4 separate regions of the Mus musculus genome follow, and all the other regions are linked to region 2. A link is a contact called in public promoter capture Hi-C data. All regions are on one chromosome and are shown on one strand. The core of a region is the stretch at or near the end of the contact, and the rest is flanking DNA. Distances in the headings are between cores, read along the strand shown. Region 1 holds the start of Snhg7 (small nucleolar RNA host gene 7). Region 2 holds the start of Cfap77 (cilia and flagella associated protein 77). Region 3 holds the start of Pmpca (peptidase (mitochondrial processing) alpha). Region 4 holds the start of Surf1 (surfeit gene 1).

Region 1 (2,957 bases), core at 153-2,652, 2.4 Mb before region 2:
TGGCAACAAGCAGCAGTGTAAGTGTGTGCGGAATAACCCCTTTCCTCCCCAACTTGCTCTTTGGTAATGGTGTTTCATAGCAATAAAACCCCTGACTAAGACAGATACATCCTTGCTTCCACCCACTGTTGTTTTTGAGACAGTCTCTTGACCCAAGCTGGTGGATAAGAGAAACATGTGCCACAACGCTGTGTCCCAGGACCTGGTTTCATGATTTCCAACAGATCAATTTCTCTGTAAACTTCCTCTTTACACACCAGCCCCTCTATTTGGTTTATGCAGAGCCATCAAATGACCTAAGCCAGTCAAAAACTAGGAGGGACAATCCCACCTCCAGCTTTCAGGAGTGTTGTCAGGCTACAAATCATTCAGACGTTCACAGGGCAGAACACTGAGCGTAGACATAGCCTCTTTTCTCTCTGCCACCTACTGACGCACATGTGACACAGCAGCCACACCTGCAACGCCTCTAGGAGCAGGGTGTCGATGAAGCAAGTGCTGGGTGCCACACCGTGACTGTTAATGCGAATCTTAGTAACTTTGAGTCAACTCACCTAATAGCCCAACTCACCTAATAGCCCAACTCACCTAATAGCCCAACAGGCGCTTTCTTTCTGGCAGGCAAGCTTCCTAGGGAAAGGAAAGGAAGAAAGCATTCTGCACACACCCTATCAGGATCACTTTGGGGGACTGCACTAGACTTGTATTTTATTCCTATTCCAATGGGTCCACATGGCTTGTCCTTGCTAAGGCTTTTTTTTTTTTTTTTTTTTTTGGTTTGGTTTTTCGAGACAGGGTTTCTCTGTATAGCCTTGGCTGTCCTGGAACTCACTTTGTAGACCAGGCTGGCCTCGAACTCAGAAATCCGCCTGTCTCTGCCTCCCGAGTGCTGGGATTAAAGGCGTGCGCCACCACGCCCGGCTAGGCTTTTTACAAATAAAACCCCTTTTTCTTTCTCTCCAACTCAGCGGCATTACACTAGACAGAGTACTGTCTCACATCTGAGTTATCTCAAGTTGGTATTCAGCATGCAGCAAATATAGACAGAGTCTTTCCCTGGTGCTCCTTAGCCCTACGAAAGGGAGACCGGTCTGGAGCCCCAACCAGGGGCTTCTGCGTTGTACTAGTCCAGACAGGAGCCTCGGCTTTCCTTCTCGGGACTTCTGGGGGCAGTCCACCCGGCCCTCGGGCACATCGTGAACGCCCTTCCCCTTACCACGCGGTTAGCCTGCTGCACATATTAGGGCGACTAAACTCTCAGAAGGAAAGCACGGTACATCTTCGTTACGATCGTCAGGAGACGCAGTCTTCCCGGTAGCCGGCCAAGGGTATATAGGGTCATCCGCGGCGTCCCAACGGTAACAATGGCGATACAAACATAGAGCCGCCATGGCTGCCGAGAGGCCGAGCATCTCCACGCCACGTCCTTTATAGTACTGACTACGGCAGCCCGCGAGGGACTTTCACTGTCCTCCGAGTGCCGCGCCCTCTAGTGGCTCCTTCGCTCCTCGCCGGCGCTTCTCATAGCCCAGTCGGTTAGAGGCTCATGGGACTCTGTACTGCTTGATCCTAGATCCTGCCTTTCCAAGCAGAACTCAGAGACTTATTTCGAGTGTTACCAAGCTCACAGGACTTTTCAAACGACCCATGAAGTCCTGCGCCTTCTTACGAAACTCCTCGTTTTTGGTGGGGGCAGCCTTGCTCTCCCTGTTCTTAGTGATACTAAAGCTTCCACGCAAAGAGGAAAGGCCAGCTCTGACGAACCAGAATTTAGGAGGCAAGGAGGTGACCAGTTGTTTCCTCTTTTACAAGGACGCTTTGGGGATGAGTCAGGAGGGAGCTCCAGGGAGTTCATGGATTCCAGATGTTTCTAACTAGCCCCGCCTGTGGGGTTGTCTGTGGATCTGAGGCACACAGCAGCTTTTAGAAGGTTGGCTGTCCTCTGCTTCAGGACAGTGCTGGAAGACAAATAATACACTCTGACTACTTGCTGTGTTGTGTCCCGCACAAGTACAGATTTGTCTTTTAAGTCCTGAAACTGATGAGGGCTCCCAGGTGATGGGGTGAATTGTGGGCCTGGGGACACACCATTGAGCACTCTTCTTTTACTGGTGGGCCAGCCCAGCCACACTTGTTAATAGTCCCAAGTTCTTGAACCCTTATATTGCCTGCCTGTCTGCCTTCCCACCTCCCTCTCTCCCTTCCTCCTTCCTGTTTTTTGATACGATGTCTCATATAGCCTAGGCTTCAAACTTGCTATGTAGTTGAAGATAAGTTGAACTTCTGATCCTCCTGCCCCTAACTTCTAACAACTAGATTTTGAGGGGTGAACTGTTATGCGTGGCCCAAAGCCTTGAAACTGGAGTTACAGATGGTTTTGAGTCGTCATGTGGATGCTAGAAATCAAACCTGGTTCACTAAGGAGCGGGCTCTTATCTTAGCCTCACGACTTGTTACCAGTCACTTTTTGTCTTAGTGATCTGTCTTAATTTCCTTTTCTGTAGCTGTGATAAAATACCAAGACAGAAGCAGGTTAAGCAGAAAGTGTTTGGGCTGCAGTTTGAGGTTGCAGTTTAGCATGACAGGGAAGTAACAGCAGTAGGCTTGAAGCAACTGGCCCACATGGCAGGTCAAGGATTAGAGAGTGATGAATGCTGGTCCTCAGATAACCCCTTCTATACTCCAGGATCCGAGCTAGGCCAGAGAATGGTGCCACACAGAAGGAGTTGGTCTTTCCATCTCAATTAACCTAATCAAGATAAGCCCTCCCGTACACCCAGAGGTTCACCTCATGGGTGATTTTAGATCTTATCAAATTGCAAATTGAGATGAACAGTCCCGATCCCTGACCAAAGCAACTTAAAGAAGGAAGAAATATTTGGCTTATAGTTCAAGGGAATACAGTACCGTCATGAGGCAGCAGGCATGGCAGTAGGGCTAGGAGGCAGCTGACCACA
Region 2 (2,871 bases), core at 368-2,867:
ACTCTATAATGCCCTTCCTCTCATATAAGGAGCTGCACACTAGTGACACCTGATTAAAGCAATGTTGGACTTGATGCACCAGGGCAGGGAGATACGGAGGGGGGACTGCCCTCTCAGAGGGGAGGGGAAGAGAGAGGAACTCTTCGAGGGAGGACAGGGGTCGGGAGAGGGCAGCATTTGGGAGATAGATAGATAGATAGATAGATAGATAAAAGCACTGTTGGAATTTTATCAGGACACCCATTGATAGGCACTGATAGGCCTTGATTTCCTCCTTGGCCTAAGGCAGTGAATTCCAACTCTCTGTCCCAGGTACCTGCTAAGATCAGGAATCCAAGAAGTAAGCAAAACTTGTTCCACTGTGGAAACATCTCAGAGGGGCCAGTGCTAAGGATGCTGCTTCATGGGTTCCCTGTATCTAGCTTCTGTCCTCCTGGGAGCATTAATTAGCCCAGAAAGGTCTAACAATATAGGTCTGCCTATAGTCAAAGAACCCATCAGCATGCCCATACCTCTATGGAACCTGGAAACCGAGGTCAATTTTTAGAAGCACACTGCCCTCTAGCGGCACAAGATAAATTTGCGCCACTAAACTTCAACTTTACTTTTTCGGTCTCCCGGCGCCTAAAGAGGCAGAGCCACGGCCACGTGTAGGTTTTTTTTGGGTTTTGTTTTTGTTTTTGTTTTTCGAGACAGGGTTTTTCTATAGCCCTGGCTGTCCTGGAGCTCACTTTGTAGACCAGGCTGGTATCGAACTCAAAAATCCGCCTGCCTCTGCCTCCCAAGTGCTGGGATTAAAGGCGTGCCCCACCACGCCCGGCCCAAGTGTAGTTTTTAGCCAGACAGGAAAACAGACAAAAGTGCGGAGGACCAGCACCGAAAGGGAAAGTGATCTGTCTATAAACGCTGCTCCCACGCAAGTGCCAGCCACGCCTCCTAGAGGGCTTTGAATCTCACACCCCCAGCACACTTAAGATGGTGTTGTGATACTTTCCCGACAGTCAGTCCCAGAGCACCTGCTGCATAGTAGACCAGAGGTGCTGGGGAAGATGGATCTTGGGTGGCAAGGGCATGGATGGGTGCCTGAGACCTGTCTGTCACCCTGTGGGTACGAGCCCGGTAGAGATTGCCCTATCCATAGTCTTTCCCAGTAGTGGGGAAAGACCCCGCTAACGTGTGCCACTTGAGGACACTGAGGTTCCTGGACTGGCTACGACTGCAGAGGGTCCAGGAGGCCTGTTTCACCCAGAGCAAGTTTCCTACACTGCGCCCAAACCCTGGGCCCCGGGTCCCGAGAGTTCAGCAGCTGGAACCCATCGGCGGCGTCGGTGCCCGCGGAGGGGATGATCGTGCCCAGGCGCTCACCTTGACGATGAGCGGGTTCTGAAACATGGAGTCACGCACGACCCCCAGCCTTTCGTTCTCCATGCCCGTACGGATGTCGACCACCGTCAGCGGCCGTCGGGGCGGCGGGCAGATCTGGCTGACCGTGCGATGCACGGGCTGCTTCTTCTTTTTCCATGCCGTGAGGTCTTTCCCGGGTTTCGCCGGATCAGGCATCCCAGGGGCCTCCGGGATTAGACCTTGGCTGCAAAGCCCACAGAGTTCTGCGCTGTCTGAGGACTCCAGCCCCGAGCGAGCGCGCGCTCCGGGCTGCACCACGGGGACCCTGGGGTGCACCTCGCGGCAAGGCAGGCTCCGGAGCAGAGCGCGCCCACCTGCGGAGCCTCTGTCCAAAGCTTAAACCCCGCCAGTTCTTCGGAGTGATTTGGGCACCTCGCAGCAGACTGAGAGAGGGAAGAGTGTCTACACTACCCCTTTCGGAAAAATGGAACGTCCCGTCTCCTTGGTGACAAGACGCCAACAGCTCAAGAGCTTCCGGTTTTCTTTCTAGAAATTCTTAGCAACCACAGAGACCTTTTAGACCTGTCTCAAATCAACATAGAAAAACCCAAGAATCAAATCTAGGTTGTGTTAAAAGAGAAGAGGTTTTAGAGGATCACTTATCCTTGGCTTCCACCCTCTAACTACCCTACTCTAGTTACAGTTCCCTCCCAAGGGAATCTTTTCTTCTTCTTCTTCTTCTTCTTCCTTCTTCTTCTTCTTCTTCTTCTTCTTCTTCTTCTTCTTCTTCTTCTTCTTCTTCTTCTTCTTCTTCCTTCTTCTTCTTCTTCTTCTTCTTCTTCTTCTTCTTCTTCTCCTCCTCCTCCTCCTCCTCCTCCTCCTTCTCCTTCTTCTTCTTTTCTTCTTCTTTTCTCCTTTTCTTCTTCTTTTCTTCTTTTCTTCTTCTTTTCTCCTTCTTTTCTTCTTCTTTTCTCCTTTTTTCTTCTTCTCTTCTTTTCTCCTTCTTTTCTTCTTCTTCTCTTCTTCTTTTCTTCTTCTTTTCTCCTTCTTTTCTTCTCTTCTTCTTTTCTCCTTCTTTTCTTCTTCTCTTCTTCTTCTCTTCCTCCTCCTCCTCCTCTTCTTTCTCCTCCTCCTTCTCCTCCTCCTTCTTCTTCCTTCCTTTCTTCTTCTTCTTTTCTCCTTCTTTTCTTCTTCTCTTCTTCTTCTCTTCCTCCTCCTCCTCCTCTTCTTTCTCCTCCTCCTTCTCCTCCTCCTTCTTCTTCCTTCCTTTCTTCTTCTTCTTCTTCTTCTTCTTCTTCTTCTTCTTCTTCCTCCTCCTCCTTCTTCCTTCTTCCTTCTTCTTCTTCTTCTTCTTCTTCTTCTTCTTCTTCTTCTCTCTCTCTCTCTCTCTCTCTCTCTCTCTCTCTCTGGGATATGGTACTAACACAGTCGTACTGCAATAGAAATATGCATTCTTAGGCTTGAGGTCAATGCTAATTCAGTGGGTGGTCCCAAGCCAGTTTCCCTGTTGGACACTTCCTCCCACCT
Region 3 (2,969 bases), core at 442-2,941, 2.7 Mb before region 2:
CTTCAAGTTTGTCACCTGAAAAAACGAACACCACAGAAGACTGTGAAAGGGCCCAACATCCTGTGTTACCATCACGTTTCAACTGTAACTCAAAGAACATTACAGAACATGAGAGCTGCCAAAGAGGTTAGAGAATATGCAGGCTCTCACCCTTTGGCCTCCTTGAGACAACCCTTGCCACTTTAAAAGAAACAAAAAATGCTGTGCCAAACAAAGGTCAAGTCCAGGGGTCCACCCACATTCAGGTAACTGATCTACCTCTGAGTCATATGCCCAGTTCCCCAGTAAAGCCTGTAGGTTGCTGAGGCTGACTTCACTCCACCCCCCTACACATACTACCCCCTGTGCGCACACACAAACACACAACACAGTGGGCTGAAGGCTACTGTAGGCGATTCAAAGCTGCTGAGATGCCACAGTGCATCTCAGGAACTGCTCTATGCCATCCCTTCCTCTGACCTTCTCTCCAACTACCCTAGTTGACCAGCCTCTACCTCCACACCTATCAGACTCAGTTGCTTATGTGGGTCTCATAACACCTACATCTTATGTCGCTTTTTTCTTTTTCTTGGTTTTTCAAGACAGGGTTTCTCTGTGTAGCCCTGGCTGTCCTGGAACTCACTCTGTAGACCAGGCTGACCTCGAACTCAGAAATCCGCCTACCTCTGCCTCCCAAGTGCTGGGATTAAAGGCGTGCGCCACCACTGCCCGGCTCCACTGCTCTTTTGGGCTCCAGGTATATACCCCTTAAACCCTGTCATCCTGAAAGCCCATGGCCAGACCCCTGCCAGGCACTGAGTCTAAGAGGGAAAGAAGACCCACTGAGCTACTCTACCTCCAAAGCGCGTCTCAGGGGCTCCCGAAGGACCTTGGTTAGTACATTTCCCCTTTCCATAGCCAAAACCTGCAAAAAGACATGGTCAGCTCACCGTGATCACAGCAAGCCTTATGACTGCAGCGTTTGTCCAGGGAGGTGAAGACCGCAGACGCCTGACTCCCACTGAGTCTGGGACTAGAAAGCTGTCTTCTGAGGCTGGATGCGGTAAACTACACATCCCTGCGCGCTCTAAGAGCAGCTGCAGGTGGAACGCAGACCCGCTAGGTCCAGCCCCTGGCCTTGCCCAAGCCGGTGGGCTTAAGTGGCCTCCGAGCTCCACCAGGCACTACCTTCCTGCCTTGAGGCGGGCGGGCGGGCTGTGGGGAGGGCTCCCCGCGCTGCCCAGCTCCGCACTGTGGCCGGCGCCCCGACCGACTCTCACCTGTGTCTCCTACCGAAGCCAGCACCGGGCTGGGCACATAGCACATAAACGTCGGCCGAAAGCCGAAGAGATGGGGGTGCAGGTCCCCGCCATGGGGGCGCTCACAGTCTAGCTGGGGGAGACAAGACCGGCGCTCATAGAACGCAGGAGCTGTAAGCGACAACGAGAGCGGCTTCACCGCGGGCCGCCGCCGCCCGCGCCCCCCGGCCCTGCCCCAGCCGCGCGCCGCTCACCGTCGGGAACCACAAGGCTCCGCGTCCGCGATAGAGGGGGCGCGCCCTGCCGCCGCGCGTAGCCCGACATCGCCGCGCCCTAACCCGGCCGCGGCCCCATGGCCCGCAAGGCAGTCGCCGGCCCCTGCCTCATCCGGCTCGGCGGGCCGGAAGCCAGCGCCGAACGCCGCGGGGCGGGGTCGGAAGCGGAAGTGACCGCAGAAGCGCGGCGGCGCGATGGCGACGGCAGTGTGGGCGGCTGCGCGGCTGCTTCGGGGATCTGCGGTGCTGTGCGCGCGGCCCAGGTGAGCCGAGGCCTGTCTCGGTGCGAGGAAGGGAGGACTCGGGGGAGTTGGTACCGGGGGGAACTGGAAGAGAAGAATGGGCCTCTGGATCAGAGCACAGGCGCCTTGGGCCTGGAGAAGGAGCTGGGGACTGGAACCTGGTTGGGAGTGGTCGGCAGAGTCCCTCGGCTGGAGCCTTTAGACCAAAGCGAAGCCCTGAGGGGCCGGGCTTGCCCAGGCCCATATGCACAGGAACTCGTTTCTCACGCAGCCTGCTGATCAGAGTGGACAGTGAAGCCCCAAAGACCGGGGTCGAAGAGATGGCTCAGTAGTTAGGCCTACTGACTGCTTCCCCTGGGTTTGGCTACCAGCGCCCATTTGGTGGCTCACAACCATCTATCTATAACTCCACTATCCAGGGGATCCAAAGCCCTCTTCTGACCTCCATGGACAACGGGCATGCCTGTGATGAACATACATCCGTGACATAAAATAAGACTAAATATTTTGCTGCTCTGCTGTAGGTTTGGATCTCCTGCACACAGACGGTTCAGCAGTGGTGCCACCTACCCCAACATCCCCCTCTCTTCTCCCTTGCCTGGAGTACCCAAGCCTATTTTTGCAACAGTTGATGGACAGGAAAAGTTTGAAACCAAAGTTACCACTCTGGACAATGGGCTTCGTGTGGCATCTCAAAATAAGTTTGGACAATTCTGTACCGTAGGAAGTAAGTTCTATTGGCCATTGTTTTGAAAACTTTCTGTTGATTAAATGTTTTGAATATTTGGCTTAACCTGTCCATTTTCTTTTTATTACCAGTTCTTATTAATTCAGGATCACGATATGAAGCGAAATATCTTAGTGGAATAGCTCATTTTTTGGAAAAATTGGCATTTTCGGTCAGTGTCTAATTTGTAATTTTTATAAGTTTTCAGTTTTCCTTTTTAAGAACTTGTATTAGTTAAGGATCTGAATATGAAGTTGGTGCTCACAAAAGACTTCTGACATGATTTTGTGTGTTTGAAAGCAAATGTACACTTAATGGATTTTGGGTTATTTACTTAAGCTTAATTATTTTTATAGTCCACTGCTCGATTTGACAGCAAAGACGAAATCCTGCTTACGCTGGAAAAACATGGTGGTATCTGTGACTGCCAGACCTCAAGGTATTTCATGTCCATCTGTCCTCCTCATCATGTCCTCCTCATCCTTGG
Region 4 (2,965 bases), core at 284-2,783, 2.1 Mb before region 2:
AACCTTTGATGCCAAATAGTAATAGAAGATGGTGATAACCAGAGCCCAGGTTTTCAAGGAAAGTGTGGGTTTCTGTATGGCTACTGTATATACATTAACAAAATGTGAGTCCAAACTCCACTTGTTCCCAACCCTGAAGGACAAAACTTTAAAATTCAAGAGGGCAATACAATAAACTTTAAAGACCACCACCCACCAGGGCCACAATGAACTGTCACCACTTTGGAGGATCCCTTGAGACCTGAAAAGGGAAATCTGACACCGAAAATAAATCTTTTCTATTTATGTTCTGTGTCCAATTTCATAAAGGCAGTCAGCAGGCAGTTTATCGGGAAACAGGGTTCTCGCCAAAGGACAGCAAATTACACCAAACAGAAGCAAGGGCCCCACTGCCGCCCTGTAAGTGGAATGAATAAAGTGGGCAGCCACACTCACTCTGCTGGTAGAGGGATGGGCTCAGCCATGACTCGAGACTCTAATTCTGCAATAAGTTTCAGCTTCCATTTCCGACGTTGGACCTATAGAAACAGCATGAGCTAAGCTAAGGTATCAGTGGAGTCCGAGCCTCGGAGCCACCCAAATTCGACCCCCATCTTCACCTGCCAAGTCCCCAGGCCAAAAGCAGTAGCAGGGATTAAAAGCAGGAACCACTGGAGAAAAGAATCGTCCTCTGCTTTAGCGGCGGCTGTTTCAGCAGTAGAACTGCAACACCTGCGTGGCCTACAGACCATCCCTGGAGGAAGTTTTACAACACTGGCATGGGGTCAGAAGCCCTAGAACAAACAGAACTGGATGGCCAATTCCTCGAGAGGCCCGATTATACCCCAGAGAATGTATGGCAAAGGTGGCAATTAACAGCACATGTGCCCAACCCTCTCCCAGTACAATACACGCAGTAAACCACTGTGGGCTGAAAAGAAAGGTGCATCAACCGCACCCAGGTCTGAGCCCTTCTCACCTGAGCGGACAGAAAACCCAAAGACGCTCCTCCTGACAGCGCAGAACTGGGCCTGCGGGGACCAGACAGGCCGAGGGGCTAAATCCAGGGAACCCCACGCCTGCCAAGTGCAAGCACCTGACACGGTCCAACCCAGCCCCACACAACTTCGAGCTAAGTCTTCTTGGGCAGGGTCCTCCCTGGCACCGCTCCACCCAGGGCTAAGTTCTCTTGGGCAGGGTCCTCCTCGGCCCCACTCCACTCCGGGCCCGGCCCTCCAGATCCCTCTTCTTGAGCAGGATCCTCTCTGAACCCCCGCTTACCCGTCCCGCGTAGGCCCATTGCGACCACCGCGTCATCCGTCGCGGCAGCACAGCCAAAGCCATCACAGCAGCCATCTTTGAGCACTTCCGGGACCGAGAAATCTGCTTCCTTCCGGGACGGCGCTCTGTCTCACGTGGTGGCTGCGGCGTCAGATGGGCATCTCCGATCATGGACGAACCACCCTCTGATGTGCTTGCATTCTTGCGCCAGCACCCCAGCTTGAGACTACTGCCCAACACCCGCAAGGTCGGAAGAGAACCGTGACCGGAAGAGTAGGGCCAGGAAGGAACGGGATCTGGGAGGAGCGGAACCTCGGAGGACCGACAGTGGCCAGAAAGGAGGGGGACCCGGGAGTATTGTGCCTGGAAAGCGTGGGACCTGGGAGGACAGTGCAGGGAAGGGGCGGAGCTGGCAAGAACCACCTTCTGACCAGATGCTCATCCGCAGGTTCGCTGCTCCCTAACTGGCCATGAGCTGCCCTGCCGTCTGCCCGAGCTCCAGGAATACACCCGCGGCAAGAAGTACCAACGGCTGTCAAGTTCCTTCTCTAACTTCGATTACGCAGCTTTCGAGCCACACATTGTGCCCAGCACAAAGAATCGGTACGTAGTTTGGCCGGCCAGCGCCTAGGAGCAGAGCCTGTGCCCCCTGTTCTGAGCTTGTAGGAGCCTCCCACTGTGACACTTATCAGGACAGTGCTTGTGGCCCTTGCATGTAGTTCCCTGAAGCCAGGCTGGGCAGTGCCAGTTTCACTGTTTGGGGATCCTGTCTATGGTTGTGTGGTTGATATATCCTCATATAGCACTCCCTGAGCTGTCTGACCGCCAAGCATGCAGTGTGAAACTGCAATTTCTTGGGTAACAATCTGGGTCCTTGATCCCAGATACTGAGTGGAATTGTTTGTAAGCCTGTGTAGCTGGGTTGGCCTGGAACTCACTATGTAGGCCAGACTGACCTTAAAGCCTGCCTCTGACTCTGCCCCTCTGCCTCTGCCACCTGAGTGCTGGAATTAAAGTCCACCATGCCTTTTTCAAAATCCAGACACTGAGACTAAATGCAGAGCATCCCAGCAGATGGATCATTTGTTTGCAGCATGCAGCCATGGTGGAGCCCACAAGACTGGGCCCTTGGTGTGCACTGCCCCTCCATACCCACCTGTTTGCCTTTTAGGCACCAACTGTTCTGCAAACTCACCCTGAGGCACATCAATAAGTCCCCAGAACACGTGCTGAGGCACACCCAGGGCCGGAGGTATCAGAGAGCACTTCATCAATGTAAGTCACCCCCCAGAAGCTCAGGCCTTTGGATGCATGCTCCCTGCCCCCAAAAAGCCAGAAAGGTGCCTTGGCCATCACTGATCCTTTATTGATGCACTTGCCTGATCTTGCACAGTGAGAAGGCAAAGCCAGAAGTAGGTGGGAAGGAGTGCGGTGGAGGTCTGATATTCCATAGCAGGGACAATCCTAGGGTAGCTCCCAGGCTGAGGCTGCAGTATTCTAGTTATAGGACAGGTCCATAGTCATCTGATACTGCAGGAGAGCCTTGAAGACTGTTCTCAGGAGCAGGATTGGTGCAAACAGTCCTGCAGGCTCCAGAGGGTGAGGGGTCTTGCAGCTAAGGGGTTGGTGGCTTGAGCAGGAAAGGGGACTTGCAGACAGCCTCCAGTATTGTTGGGTATAGCCAGGGGTGGGAAGGCATCCCAAG

Evidence for each region. Promoter capture Hi-C pulls out the DNA fragments that hold promoters and counts their contacts. Capture Hi-C pulls out chosen DNA fragments and counts their contacts.
Region 1: a promoter capture Hi-C map of liver shows a contact between it and region 2, with 4 times the contacts expected there. The contact joins the promoter of Snhg7 here to the promoter of Cfap77 in region 2. A contact is called at or near these places in 1 of 39 promoter capture datasets (liver) and 1 of 115 datasets of contacts at active chromatin or transcription factors (astrocytes).
Region 3: a promoter capture Hi-C map of erythroid cells shows a contact between it and region 2, with 23 times the contacts expected there. The contact joins the promoter of Pmpca here to the promoter of Cfap77 in region 2. A contact is called at or near these places in 2 of 39 promoter capture datasets (erythroid cells and pre-B cells).
Region 4: a promoter capture Hi-C map of adipose tissue shows a contact between it and region 2, with 2.5 times the contacts expected there. The contact joins the promoter of Surf1 here to the promoter of Cfap77 in region 2. A contact is called at or near these places in 4 of 39 promoter capture datasets (embryonic stem cells, erythroid cells, liver and 1 more) and 2 of 9 other capture datasets (adipose tissue and liver).

Annotation. Positions count from the first base shown.
Region 1 is chr2:26,638,842-26,641,798 of GRCm38.p6, forward strand. It overlaps Snhg7 (small nucleolar RNA host gene 7), which reads right to left and starts at 1,403. Exons shown (of 4, transcript NR_024068.2): 1 at 1,217-1,403; 2 at 589-630. It overlaps Snora17 (small nucleolar RNA, H/ACA box 17), which reads right to left and starts at 480; the gene lies at 349-480.
Region 2 is chr2:29,053,449-29,056,319 of GRCm38.p6, forward strand. Cfap77 (cilia and flagella associated protein 77) reads right to left here and starts at 1,618. Exons shown (of 6, transcript NM_001166705.1): 1 at 1,366-1,618. The coding sequence starts at 1,560.
Region 3 is chr2:26,387,657-26,390,625 of GRCm38.p6, forward strand. It overlaps Pmpca (peptidase (mitochondrial processing) alpha), which reads left to right and starts at 1,692. Exons shown (of 13, transcript NM_173180.3): 1 at 1,692-1,776; 2 at 2,280-2,482; 3 at 2,575-2,654; 4 at 2,839-2,921. The coding sequence starts at 1,709. Entr1 (endosome associated trafficking regulator 1) reads right to left here and starts at 1,660. Exons shown (of 10, transcript NM_026563.3): 1 at 1,493-1,660; 2 at 1,260-1,409; 3 at 836-904; 4 at 1-15. The coding sequence starts at 1,562.
Region 4 is chr2:26,914,997-26,917,961 of GRCm38.p6, forward strand. It overlaps Surf1 (surfeit gene 1), which reads right to left and starts at 1,534. Exons shown (of 9, transcript NM_013677.2): 1 at 1,261-1,534; 2 at 959-1,010; 3 at 600-733; 4 at 436-518. The coding sequence starts at 1,335. Surf2 (surfeit gene 2) reads left to right here and starts at 1,412. Exons shown (of 6, transcript NM_013678.3): 1 at 1,412-1,507; 2 at 1,709-1,863; 3 at 2,432-2,535. The coding sequence starts at 1,430.